2 separate regions of the Salmo salar genome follow, and region 1 is linked to region 2. A link is a contact called in public Hi-C data. All regions are on one chromosome and are shown on one strand. The core of a region is the stretch at or near the end of the contact, and the rest is flanking DNA. Distances in the headings are between cores, read along the strand shown.

Evidence for each region. A called contact is a pair of places that touch in the nucleus more often than the background predicts.
Region 1: a contact with region 2 is called in a Hi-C map of gill, with 2.6 times the contacts expected there. The contact joins the promoter of LOC106607575 here to the promoter of LOC106607579 in region 2. A contact is called at or near these places in 2 of 3 Hi-C or Micro-C datasets (blood and gill).

What each region holds. Positions count from the first base shown.
Region 1 is chrssa06:48,916,536-48,922,171 of Ssal_v3.1, forward strand. It overlaps LOC106607575 (zinc finger CCHC domain-containing protein 10), which reads left to right and starts at 2,609. Exons shown (of 7, transcript XR_006770266.1): 1 at 2,609-3,393; 2 at 3,743-4,007; 3 at 4,076-4,242; 4 at 4,385-4,446; 5 at 4,563-4,658; 6 at 4,766-4,858. It also overlaps a transcript of LOC100196095 not described here.
Region 2 is chrssa06:48,738,213-48,744,467 of Ssal_v3.1, forward strand. LOC106607579 (mitotic deacetylase-associated SANT domain protein) reads right to left here and starts at 2,489. Exons shown (of 13, transcript XM_014204654.2): 1 at 2,238-2,489; 2 at 1-667. The coding sequence starts at 362. LOC106607578 (tau-tubulin kinase 2) reads left to right here and starts at 2,648. Exons shown (of 15, transcript XM_014204652.2): 1 at 2,648-3,096; 2 at 4,041-4,178; 3 at 4,500-4,647; 4 at 4,886-4,959; 5 at 5,171-5,311. The coding sequence starts at 4,107.

The sequences.
Region 1 (5,636 bases), core at 1,359-3,858, 180 kb after region 2:
TACACTGAATTTGACGACCACCGTTCTGAGCCATTAGAAACTGTATAGAAATAGTAGAAACAGTATATCAAGCTGACATTCAATCATATCACCAATTGTCTCACATGTTTTATGACACTATCAAAATGTTAACAGGCGTTTGTTTTGCCTCATTAGTTAGGGCTATACATTGTATATTTTTCTCAACACGTCTTTTTATGTCGCCATCCAACTGACATAGCCGATATTGTGTGCTAGGCCTTGTTTAATGAATAAAATCAACTGCTACTTTAGCCTGCTGCAGAGCTAGGCCGCGTGACTGGAACTCACTACTCCTACTGGAGAGAATCTGATACCAGACCAGGCTGCAAAGTTTAGGCAGTAGCTAAGGGCCAGTATTTATCAAGCGTCTCAGAGTGGGGGTGCTGATCTTGGATCAGTTTTACCTTTCTAGATCAGCACTCCTGAGACACTTGATAAACACGGGCCCAGGTCTCACGGGGAACGGAGCTGGGCAAGATTGGGTTCTGCATTAAGCTACTCCCTGTGTGCATCCAAATACTCTTAAGGTTCCCCTTCATCTACCCCAGTATCCTCACTGCTAAAGTGTAGTTGAGTGTCTTTGATTTTCATTTCACCGTCTAAGTTTTTACAAATACAGAAAGTCAATTGAAATCTGACATGTCCAATTAAAAACCGGATAGTGTACATGTCACATGGATTCAGAATAAATGGGGCATGAGAAAGAAAGCCACTGAGAGATTTAGGATACATAAGCTTTCCATATTTCTTTCACTTCTTATTGTAACCTCTTAATGCATAGTGTAGTTAGTTACATAATGGATATAGTCATTTTCTCTAAATCCCTGCACCTAGGACTAACAATTGGTACTTAGTGATTCAGATTACAAGTATGTCTTTATACACAGAGTGTACAAAACATTAAGAACACTTTCATCATATTGAGTTGCACCCCCCCCCCTTCCCTCAGAATAGCCTCAATTTGTTGGGTCATGGACTCTACAAGGTGTCGAAAGCGTTCCACAGGGATGCTGGCCCATGTTGACTCCAATGCTTGACCCCAAAGGTTTCGATGGGGTTGAGGTCAGGGCTCTGTGCAGGCCAGTTAAGTTTTTCCACACCAATCTCGACAAACCACTTCTGTATGGACCTCGCTTTGCACGGGGGTATTGTTATGCTGAAACAGGAATGTGCCTTCCCCAAAATGTTGCCACAAAGTTGGAAGCACAGAATCGTCTAGAATGTCATTGTATGTAAGATTTTCCTTCACTGGAACTAAGGGGCTTAGCCCGAACCATGAACAGCCCCAGACCATTATTCCTCCTCCACCAAACTTTACAGTTGGCACTATGCATTTGGGCAGGTAGCGTTCTCCTGGCATCCGCCAAACCCAGATTCATCTGTCGGACTGCCAGATGGGGAAGCGTGATTCTCGTTTCCACTACTCCAGAGTCCAATGGAGTAGTGGAACCCCTCCAGCCAATGTGTGGCATTGCACATGGTGTTTTAAGGCTTGTGTGTGGCTGCTCGGCCATGGAAAAAACATTAATGAAGTTCCCGTCGAGCAGTTATTGTGCTGATGTTGCTTCCAGAGGCAGTTTGGAACTCGGTAGTGAGTGTTGCAACCGAGGACAGATGATTTTTACGCGCTACGCACTTCAGCACTTGGCGGTGATGTTCTGTGAGCTTGTGTGGCCTACCACTTTGCGGCTGAGCCGTTGTTGCACCTATATATTTCCACTTCACAATAACAGCACTTACAATTGACCAGGGAAGCTTCTAGCAGGGCAGAAATTTCACGAACTGACTTGTTGGAAAATTGGCATCCTATGACGTTGCCACGTTGAAAGTCACTGAGCTCTTCAGTACGGGCCATTGTACTTCCAATGTTTGTCTATGAAAATTGCATGGCTGTGTGCTCGATGTTATAAACCTATCAGCAATGGGTGGCTGAAATAGCCTAATCCACTCATTTGAAGGGGTGTCCACCTACTTTTGGCCATGTAGTGTAGCTAGATAAGTAGTGCATTTGGCTGATGTAGTAGCCTATGTGTGATTTAGATGTAATGCTTAGAACACCAGCAGGCAATACTTAAAAAAAAATGCTTGATATGACATAAACTTTTTTGTTACAGAAAATGAATATGTATTACATTTTTGTTAATGTATAAATATTTATACTGTAATTTATGAATATGGTTTCATACAATATCTTTGACATCAATCTTTGACATGATTCCATTGCATTATCACCATTAACATTCTTTTCACAATCAGAAAGTTGGGAGGCTAATAGAAGGCGTGATGGAGTGTTGTACATTTTCAAGGGCCAAGACCCATGCACTAAGTGTGCTTTCAAGACAATCGGAGCTCTAGAAAGATGCCAGAGTTCCGACGATGACCATTCAAAACGAATTTTCCCAGTCGGAGCTCGTTTTTTTCATAGTTTCCATTTGTGGTGAACTAATGCATCGTTCAAAACAACTGAGAACTCAGAACTGGGAACTCGGGCATTTCCGACTTCCGACTTCAGTGCGTTCAAAACAGCTGGGAACTCCAAAAAACGAGCTCCGATTGGGAAACATCGATTTGAACAGTCATCCAACTCTGAATTCCAACTCGGGAACTCTGGCCTCTTTCTAGATCTCCGACTTTCCAACTTGAAGATCACTGACGTCATGATTTGACCTCATATTTTTCCCGAGTTCCCAGTTGTTTTGAATACCGCAACACTGAAGTTGGAAGTCTGAGATTTCCGAGTTCTCAGTTCCCAGTTGTTTTTAACATGGCATAATGATTCTTCATCGTTTGATCACATACACCGCAATTTGTCAGTGGATGACACGTCCGATGACTTGGCACGCAACCATTGGTTGTTGCGTCTCCTCGCCTAGCTATGGAACGCGCTCCCAAATTCCATGATTTATTATGAGTTTCTTATTTTTAAGAAACTTATTTTTTGAGAAATATTAAATAGACTATGAGAGGTCAGGTTTGTTCTGTATGAGGAGCATCAAATATGTCACTGAATTATTTTGTGTATTCAGGACTCGTGTATCCTATTAGAGATAGGTATTTTCTCTCTTTTTGTTTGAATTATTACCTTGCTGCCAAGCCATCAAAAGCAAAAATAACGTGTCCGCAACGAGGTGTAAAAATGTTGTGGTGTTCCTTTAATAAAATAACGGTGCATTGTGGGATGTAAAATGGCTCCATGGTGTAGTCAGCAAACTAGCCAACTCTTACAGCCATAACGTTACATTTACAAATGAGTACCGTCGATGAAGCATTGCTATTAATTGCTGAATAGTAGTATAGAGAATATAGCTTTGAGAATCAACAACTTTTATTGCATTCATCTCTTTTTTTTTCGTCGAGACAACAGCCACCATGGTAAGTACCTAGCAAGCTAGCTACCTAGCCTTCTTCACTTCCGTTAACGTTATATGCAACTTGATATTATAGATGAGCGCTAACGTTAGCTAGCTAGCTAACTTGTCAATGCATTTAGTAAGCCACCTTGCCGAAATTCACCAGTGTCGATCAGATGGTTGACAACCGGAGAGAGTTATCGCCAACTGTATCCTAACGCCAATCTGCATGAACGGCTACGCTAACTAATTTAGCCTACTGATCTGCTCCTCTGTCTGGGTTTTTAAACTCGGACGAGCTTATGATAGAGGTTTGGGCTCACAATGCGAACAGACTTACAAGGCGTTCTCCTTTACTTTATTTTTGTTAGTCTGCCAATGTAGACAAAGTGAGAAGTCAGTCCAGCACAAGAAGAGATGATAGAAGAAGTACTGAGTCCTCCACAAGAAGAGATTACATTAGAAGAGATGACAAAGGAAGTACAGAGACTGCCAGAAGAAGAGATGACAAAAGAAATACTGAGACTGCCAGAAGAAGCGATGACAAAAGAAGTACTGAGACTGCCACAAGAAGAGATGACCGAAGAAGTACTGAGACCGCCATAAGAAGAGATGACAGAAGAACAACAAGTACAGGTAATTGAATGGTCTGTGGTGATAACTTATCAGCTGATATCACGTGTGTGTGCCTACCTTGAAGTCAGTCATGTGCTTCTGTATTTTTCTATTGAAGGGAAAGAAAAAATTAAAAGGAAAAGCCGCAGTAGATCGTCATCTTCCTCCTCATCCAGCTCATCCTCGTCATCGGGATCCTCTTCATCATCCTCATCCAGCTCCTCGTCTGGCAGTAGGAGTAGTTCGAGCAGCAGTGGTGAGTGTGCCAGTACATGTACCGTAGTTGTTAAGATGCAAATGTATCTGAAATATTGTCTATTTTATTTATATAAATATACAAATAGCAGTTAAAGCCTGATGAACAGTGTCTCAGTTAGATTTTGCAATCTCCTTTCTAGATTCCCACAGCAAGTCCAGAAAGAATTCTAAGAAAAGGAAAAAGGAAAAACAACTCAAAAAGGTAAATATTCATTCGTTTTCAGTAGCTACTTATTTTGTTGTAGTCTGTACCTTGTTTGATATCAAATGGTAATTTTAAGATATTTAAAATATGCTCTGTTTACACTGTTTTAATAGAAAGGGAAAAGGGAGAAAAAGCTTAAACGGAAGAAGGACAAGAAAATGAAGACGGAGGAGGAAAGCGCTGGACCTGGACCTATTCAGATATCCAAGGTAGAAAACATTTATGGGGCTATTTATCCTAAAGGAAGTGCGCTACAGCCATACCTGTAGTTTGAAGCTGTCTGAAAGCTGTCATTTTGAAATGAATTGTCTTTCAGTATTTAAAAGAGAGAAAGAGAAAAAGCAAGTTCAGCATGATTTCAGGAAAGAAGATAAAAATGAAATTGAAGAAGTCAAAGAAAGACAAGCTGGTGAGTATGCCATGACTGTTTTTACTTGCAATGATTGTGGTATGTGAAGGTTGTTTACCTACCTGAGTTGATTTCACTGATTCTAAGTCGACTCGCTCTTGATGCTAGAGTCTGCTAACGTATGTATGCATGTATGTATGTATGTATGCATGCATGCATGCATGCATGCATACATACAATACCAGTCAAAAGTTTGGACACCTACTCATTCATGGGTTCTTTATATTTACCATTTTCTACATTGTAGAATAGTAGTGAAGATATCAAAACTATGAAATAACACATATGGAATCATGTAGCAAGCAGAAAAGTGTTAAATCTAAAATTGATTTGTTTTTCAAAGTAGCCACCCTTTGCTTGACGTCAGCTTTGCACACTCTTGGCATTCTCTCAACCAGCTTCACCTGGATTGCTTTTCAAACTGTCTTGAAGGAGTTCCCACATATGCTGAGCACTTGTTGGCTGCTTTTCCTTCACTCTGCGGTCCAACTCATCCCAAACCATCTCAGTTGGGTGGAGGTTGGTTGATTGTGAAGGCCAGGTCATCTGATGCAGCACTCCATCACTCTCCTTCTTGGTGAAATAGCCCTTAGACAGCCTAGAGGTGTGTTGGGTCATTGTTGTGATAAAAATAAACGATAGTTCCACTAAGCGTAAACCAAATGGGATGGCGTATCGCTGCAGAATGCTGTGGTAGTCATGCTGGTTAACCTTGAATTCTAAATACATCACAGACAGTGTCACCAGCAAAGCACCATCACACCACCTCCTCCATGCT
Region 2 (6,255 bases), core at 1,239-3,738:
TTGTTCAAGCTGCCCATAAACGGGCCAAAGTTCTGCCCCCATGGATTTGTTGGCATAGGCCCGGGAGCTTCCTGAGACCAGCCAGGGGCCTGGATGGGGTCCTGGTGCATCCATTTGACAGGGGCAGTCTGCTGGTAGTGAGCCCGACTTTGGGGCCCCTTCTCTGGGTTGAAAACCCCAGAGCCGTGGCCTCCAGGCTCAACGACCCCGTGAGCAGACTCCAGAGCCGGGGGGCCAATACCCCCATAGAAGACATCAGAAGCCACAACGTGCTGCACTGAGGGCTCCTTCATGGCAGCTACAGTCCGATGTTTGCCCCCACACTTATCAGGGATCACTTTCTGCTGGGGAGGAAGACTCATACTAATAATCTAGCTAAAAAACAACAGCGGAAAAAAAAAGTCTGTGTCCTTTATATTTCCCCAGTCAATTAAGTGTAAAACAGGGACAAGACCAAGTGTGCCTGTTTACACTGCCTCAGTCTGGGACTGTTGTGGCCTGCTTTATTTAATAGAGAGAACAGAAGGATTTGGGAGGAAACATAAGTCCTACAGGAAAGGGTATAGGGTGGAGACCACACAACCCTCCTCCCCCAAGTCAGATCTGAAGAAGTTTGCAGTCACGGTGGCCCTAGATCCCCTTGTGGCCCTCATTCATGTGCAGGACCCTGAAAGACAGAGGATGAGAAAAATGACTGTTAATACAGTATGTTTTCAACAAGATTTTGTGCAGGCCAGGCCTGTTTGCTTAGCTCAGAGGAAGGAACTAGGCTACAGGGTATTCATAATGAAAGCAAAATAAGTTTCTGATAGCATGCACTGTACAAGTATCGTGCAAGCAAATCATTATCACTTTAGTACATCCAAACCAATTCACATGTAATGACATGTCAGACAAAGGTATCCGTGTCGGCCCATTGTTTACAGAACATTGACATTCATTTCGACTGTGATAAAAGCAGGCAGCAACAGAGCGAGGCGTGGGCTGTACACAGAATTGCCATTTAACACAGCGAGAAATACAGGAAACGAGGGAAAACAAGCAGAGCCGCTTTCAGTGTTTCTATCCTCCTCGTGGAGCCCCCAGTCCCCAGCCAATTGCATCGAAATTTCAGGCAACCTTTTGTGTTACATTGAAGTATTATGTTGCAACACTGTTACCGTCGCAGATTAGATAGTGTAACAATATGTGCGGGTGTGTGTGTACAAAATACATGTTGACAGGCTCTCTAAATCACATCATAACTCCTTGAGTAAAAAAACAAACAAACAACGAAACCTTCAAAACACACATTGTATACTACCACGCTATTCTGTTTACAAATTAAAGTTCTCCATGTTTTGCGCTCATGTTGATCGACAACAGAAACGTGCTATGCCACGAATTCAATAGACACTTACCGTTTCAATATCGTTTTATGTATTTGACAGCAAGTTCTGTGGAGCCAATTTGCTCTGGTCCAAAGTCGACTGCATGGCGGGATCGTGCGCAGCAGATGACATACTTCGACTACTTTTCTTCAGACCAAAGAGTAAACAACTTGCATCGAAACCATGCAAACACTGGACTTGGTATAGCAATGTTTATCGTTTAATCCGAAATCAGGTGATAGTATCTAGGATGTTACGCACCGTAACAGTGAATTAATAATACACTTTCAGGAAAACATGTTTAAAAAAAAATTACTCCCCGCATACGTACATAAACTGATAACGTTGGGTATGCTCAAAATGTGAAGTACACTGTATTTTGTTGCGTTTTTTCACAAATCTGTCTGTCATATACATTGGTTCCTACTATATTCATAGATACAATCAGCCTGAGCAGTGTTTATAAATCTGTGAAGCTGCGCAAAATCGTTGAAGTTCTAACGCTCGTGAATGCTTCACGTCACCCTTCAACTGACGTCCTGTTATCGGACCACGCCTATTATCCACCTTATATGGTTGTCCCACTGCCTGCGTATGGCGTCATCCAGCAAATTGCAGCACACCCTTGGCAGTGTTTCTGCCGGGAAATTCCATCAGAAAGGGGGCGCCCAGCCTCCCATTAAGGATCGCATGTTTAAGGGTGTCTGCGTGGCTAAATCCAAAGTGATTGATTTTGAACAGTACAGTGGTGTGGCAATGTAATAATATGTGGATATATATCATTAGCACAATTTGCATTTCCAAAGTATTCTATGTAGCATTTGATAGCACAATTTAGCTTTAAAATGTCAGTGGATTCATTCTGACCTGTCACTGTCGATCAGTCTCTGGTGTCTGATTGCCTACGGAGCTGTGAAGGGAACGGCACCTCCATACCTTCAGGCTCTGATCAGGCCCTACACCCAAACAAGGGCACTGCGTTCATCCACCACTGGCCTGCTGGCCCCCCTACCTCCGAGGAAGCACAGTTCCCGCTCAGCCCAGTCAAAACTGTTCGCTGCTCTGGCACCCCAATGGTGGAACAAGCTCCCTCACGACGCCAGGACAGCGGAGTCAATCACCACCTTCCGGAGACACCTGAAACCCCACCTCTTTAAGGAATACCTAGGATAGGATAAAGTAATCCTTCTAACCCCCCCCTTAAAATATTTAGATGCACTATTGTAAAGTGGTTGTTCCACTGGATATCATAAGGTGAATGCACCATTTTGTAAGTCGCTCTGGATAAGAGCGTCTGCTAAATGACTTAAATGTAAACGTAAATGTGTCAATGCTCTGGTGTCTGCATTGCTCTTCTGAGGTGGCACTCTTTTGCACATAATACTGTAATCTCACAGTTTTAGCATGTGCCAGGAAACGCTGTTGATTCTAATAATGCAATGACAGGGACATCTATATTTCGTATCCCTAGCCCGGCAGCGGAGATTATCGAAGCGAGAACTCTGCAAAGATGCAGACTGATCAATCAGTTGATAGAAGGAGCGCTTGCCCGTGACGTAACCGCTGCTGTTGTGTGAATGAGCGGAGGAGAAACCTTCTCCCCATTCCGTTATGTACACAATGAAACGTTTTAAGAGTTGAAAGCACAGCAGTGGATATGGAGAAATGTCACTTAACTGTCTGGATTGAAAATAGTATATTCTTGGAAATGGTGCAATCAAATAAGGTAGGTTAGATGAAAGCCGCATGTAAAATCTGCCTTATACTAGCCAACATTCGCTAGCTAGGTTTGCTACATAGCATGCTAGCTATTTTGCTTGCTAAATAAACGACATGTTACAGAGACAAGAAATCGTTTGCTTGTACCAGTTAGCTAGCTAGGGTTACACATATTTAATGTTATCCCAGCTATTAGATACCATATAGATAGATAGCTGTCTAAAAAGATAGCTAGCTGCTAGTATTGGTTTGTTGTTAGCTAACTGGTCCAGTACGTGATGGATGCAAAGGGTTATGCTTTGTTGTCAAGCAAGGTAACGTTACGCTATCTAATTTTAGCAAAGCGATCCTTTCTCCCTCTTTTTTGTAAGACCTTAACGTTAGTAGACCTAGCTAACGTTTGCCAGCTAGCCAACCAGCTTGCCAGATATTTTATCAAGTGAAATGCCTCTATTAACAGTTTTCAGAATGACAGCTGATCATGTTGGAATAGGATGGCTATGTTGGGTTGGTAAGTTGCTATGTCTGTTGGCTACATAAGCAACACACAGGGTAAGTTGTGAACAAGCAGCTCTTATGGCAATCACTGTGTTCATGCATTATTCTTAGCTATTACAACAGTAAGAAAAAGGACTTGGCTAAATGGGCTTTAAAAGTAGCCTGCAATAGAAGTGGTAGATTCTGCTGATGGGGCTTTTAATATGTCCAGTGATGTGATTATCCAAAGAAACATTATTTGCTGTGAATAAAAACAAATGGATGTAAATGTTCCAATACGTCCTTTACATTAGTATATAGGTGAAGAAAGTAAAATGACAGTGACAACACACACATTTTGACATCTCTCTGGGGACACATGAAGCTGGAGGTCATCAAGGACTCTACTTTGGCCTGATTTTGTCAGTTGTCTAAATTGAAATGTTTCTTTCCTTTCGCCATTTCTTTCTGCAGTAAAAAGCCAGCGACACTGATGCCAGGTGCAGGCCGTCGTTGGGAGCACTCCGAGCAGCACTTGGGATGAGTGGTGCAGTAGAGCAGGCGGCAGACATCCTGTCAGTCACAGACTTGGTCCGGGAGAGATGGAGAGTGGTGAGTTACTATAAATACTACCAGCTACAGAAAGGGCACAGCTAGCTTCGGTCAAATCTGTCTTGTCGCTGCTCCCATTCTCCTAGCAAGAAGGCAGCAGCGAGAATGTCAAAGCAGCTTTATGTAATGTGTCTAACCGGTATGAGGTGAGATGTGGTGTGTGTGTACCTTCTGTAGGTACAGTATGGCGCTTTTCATACAGAACACTCACAACTTCCCTCTCGTTCTCTCTCTCCACCTCTCTCCACCTCCATCCCCCACCCACCCGCTCTCTCTTCTTTCTTTACTACCTGCATTCCACCTTCCCCATTCCATTTCCAGGTGAAGAAAATTGGTGGGGGTGGCTTCGGGGAGATCTACGAGGTGCTGGATCAGCTGAGCCAGGTCAACGTGGCCCTGAAGGTGGAGTCTGCCCAGCAGCCCAAACAGGTGCTGAAGATGGAGGTGGCCGTGCTGAAGAAGCTCCAGGGTGAGAGACAGGGGCCCTGTTGGAATACAGTACGACCTCAAATATACGTCTAGAATGGAGGTCGTTCGGAAATACACTGAAATGTCCATAACTTTGAAATTCACACAACCGTATCAAACCTTTGTGGAAAATATTGATTGGATATTTACGTGTTTCTAATAATTTGGCCAGATACTGTAAATATCTGATGTGTTTTAGAAGAGAGACCTTCTAAGCAACATTTGTTTCTCTGTTTCAGGTAAAGATCATGTGTGTCGCTTTGTAGGCTGTGGCCGCAATGACCGCTTCAACTATGTGGTGATGGAACTTCAGGTAAGGTTTCTGGCTGCGTGCTCATGCGCACTTGTGTGCGACCTTAAATATTTGAATCCCTTTAATTGTAATGTGATTTGTGGATTCAAATAAAGTGTGGTGTGTGTGTGTGTGTGTGTGTGAGAGTGAGAGAAAGAATGAGTAAGTATCTCAGCCTTGGGTGACCATCACCCCATCCCACAAACATTGCTTTACTGTCTGTGTCCTATAGGGGAGGAATCTGGCAGACCTGCGCAGAGCTATGTCTCGCGGCACCTTCACCGTCTCCACGACTCTGAGGCTGGGCCGACAGATGCTGGAGGCCATCGAGAGCATCCACTCTGTGGGCTTCCTGCACCGCGACATCAAACCTGTAAGGGGTCATGGGGTCAGAAGATGAGGGAATAATAAGGGGTCATGAATCAGGGGTAAGGGAACAAGATGAGAGCATAAATAATGTACTGGTAACACTCAAGCCTTAAAGGGATAGTTTGACATTTTGGCAATTAAGCGTCAGATTAACTAATGTATACACTTTTATGTCTCTGCGTCCAGTGTATGAATGCAGGTATAGCGCTTTAAGTGGTTATACAGTGAGGGAAAAAAGTATTTGATCCCCTGCTGATTTTGTACGTTTGCCCACTGACAAAGAAATTATCAGTCTATAATTTTAATGGTAGGTTTATTTGAACATTGAGAGACAGAATAACAACAACAAAAAATCCAGAAAAACGCATGTCAAAAATGTTATAAATTGATTTGCATTTTAATGAGGGAAATAAGTATTTGACCCCCTCTCAATCAGAAAGATTTCTGGCTCCCAGGTATCTTTTATAAAGGTAATGAGCTGAGATTAGGAGCACACTCTTAAAGGGAGTGCTCCTAATCTCAGTTTGTTACCTGTATAAAAGACACCTGTCCACAGAAGCAATCAATCAATCAGATTCCAAACTCTCCACCATGGCCAAGATCAAAGAGCTCTCCAAGGATGTCAGGGACAAGATTGTAGACCTTCACAAGGCTGGAATGGGCTACAAGACCATCGCCAAGCAGCTTGGTGAGAAGGTGACAACAGTTGGTACGATTATTCGCAAATGGAAGAAACACAAAAGAACTGTCAATCTCCCTCGGGCCTGGGGCTCCATGCAAGATCTCACCTCGTGGAGTTGCAATGATCATGAGAATGGTGATGAATCAGCCCACAACTACACGGGAGGATCTTGTCAATGATCTCAAGGCAGCTGGGACCATTGTCACCAAGAAAACAATTGGTACACTACGCCGTGAAGGACTGAAATGACCCGCAAGGTCCCCCTG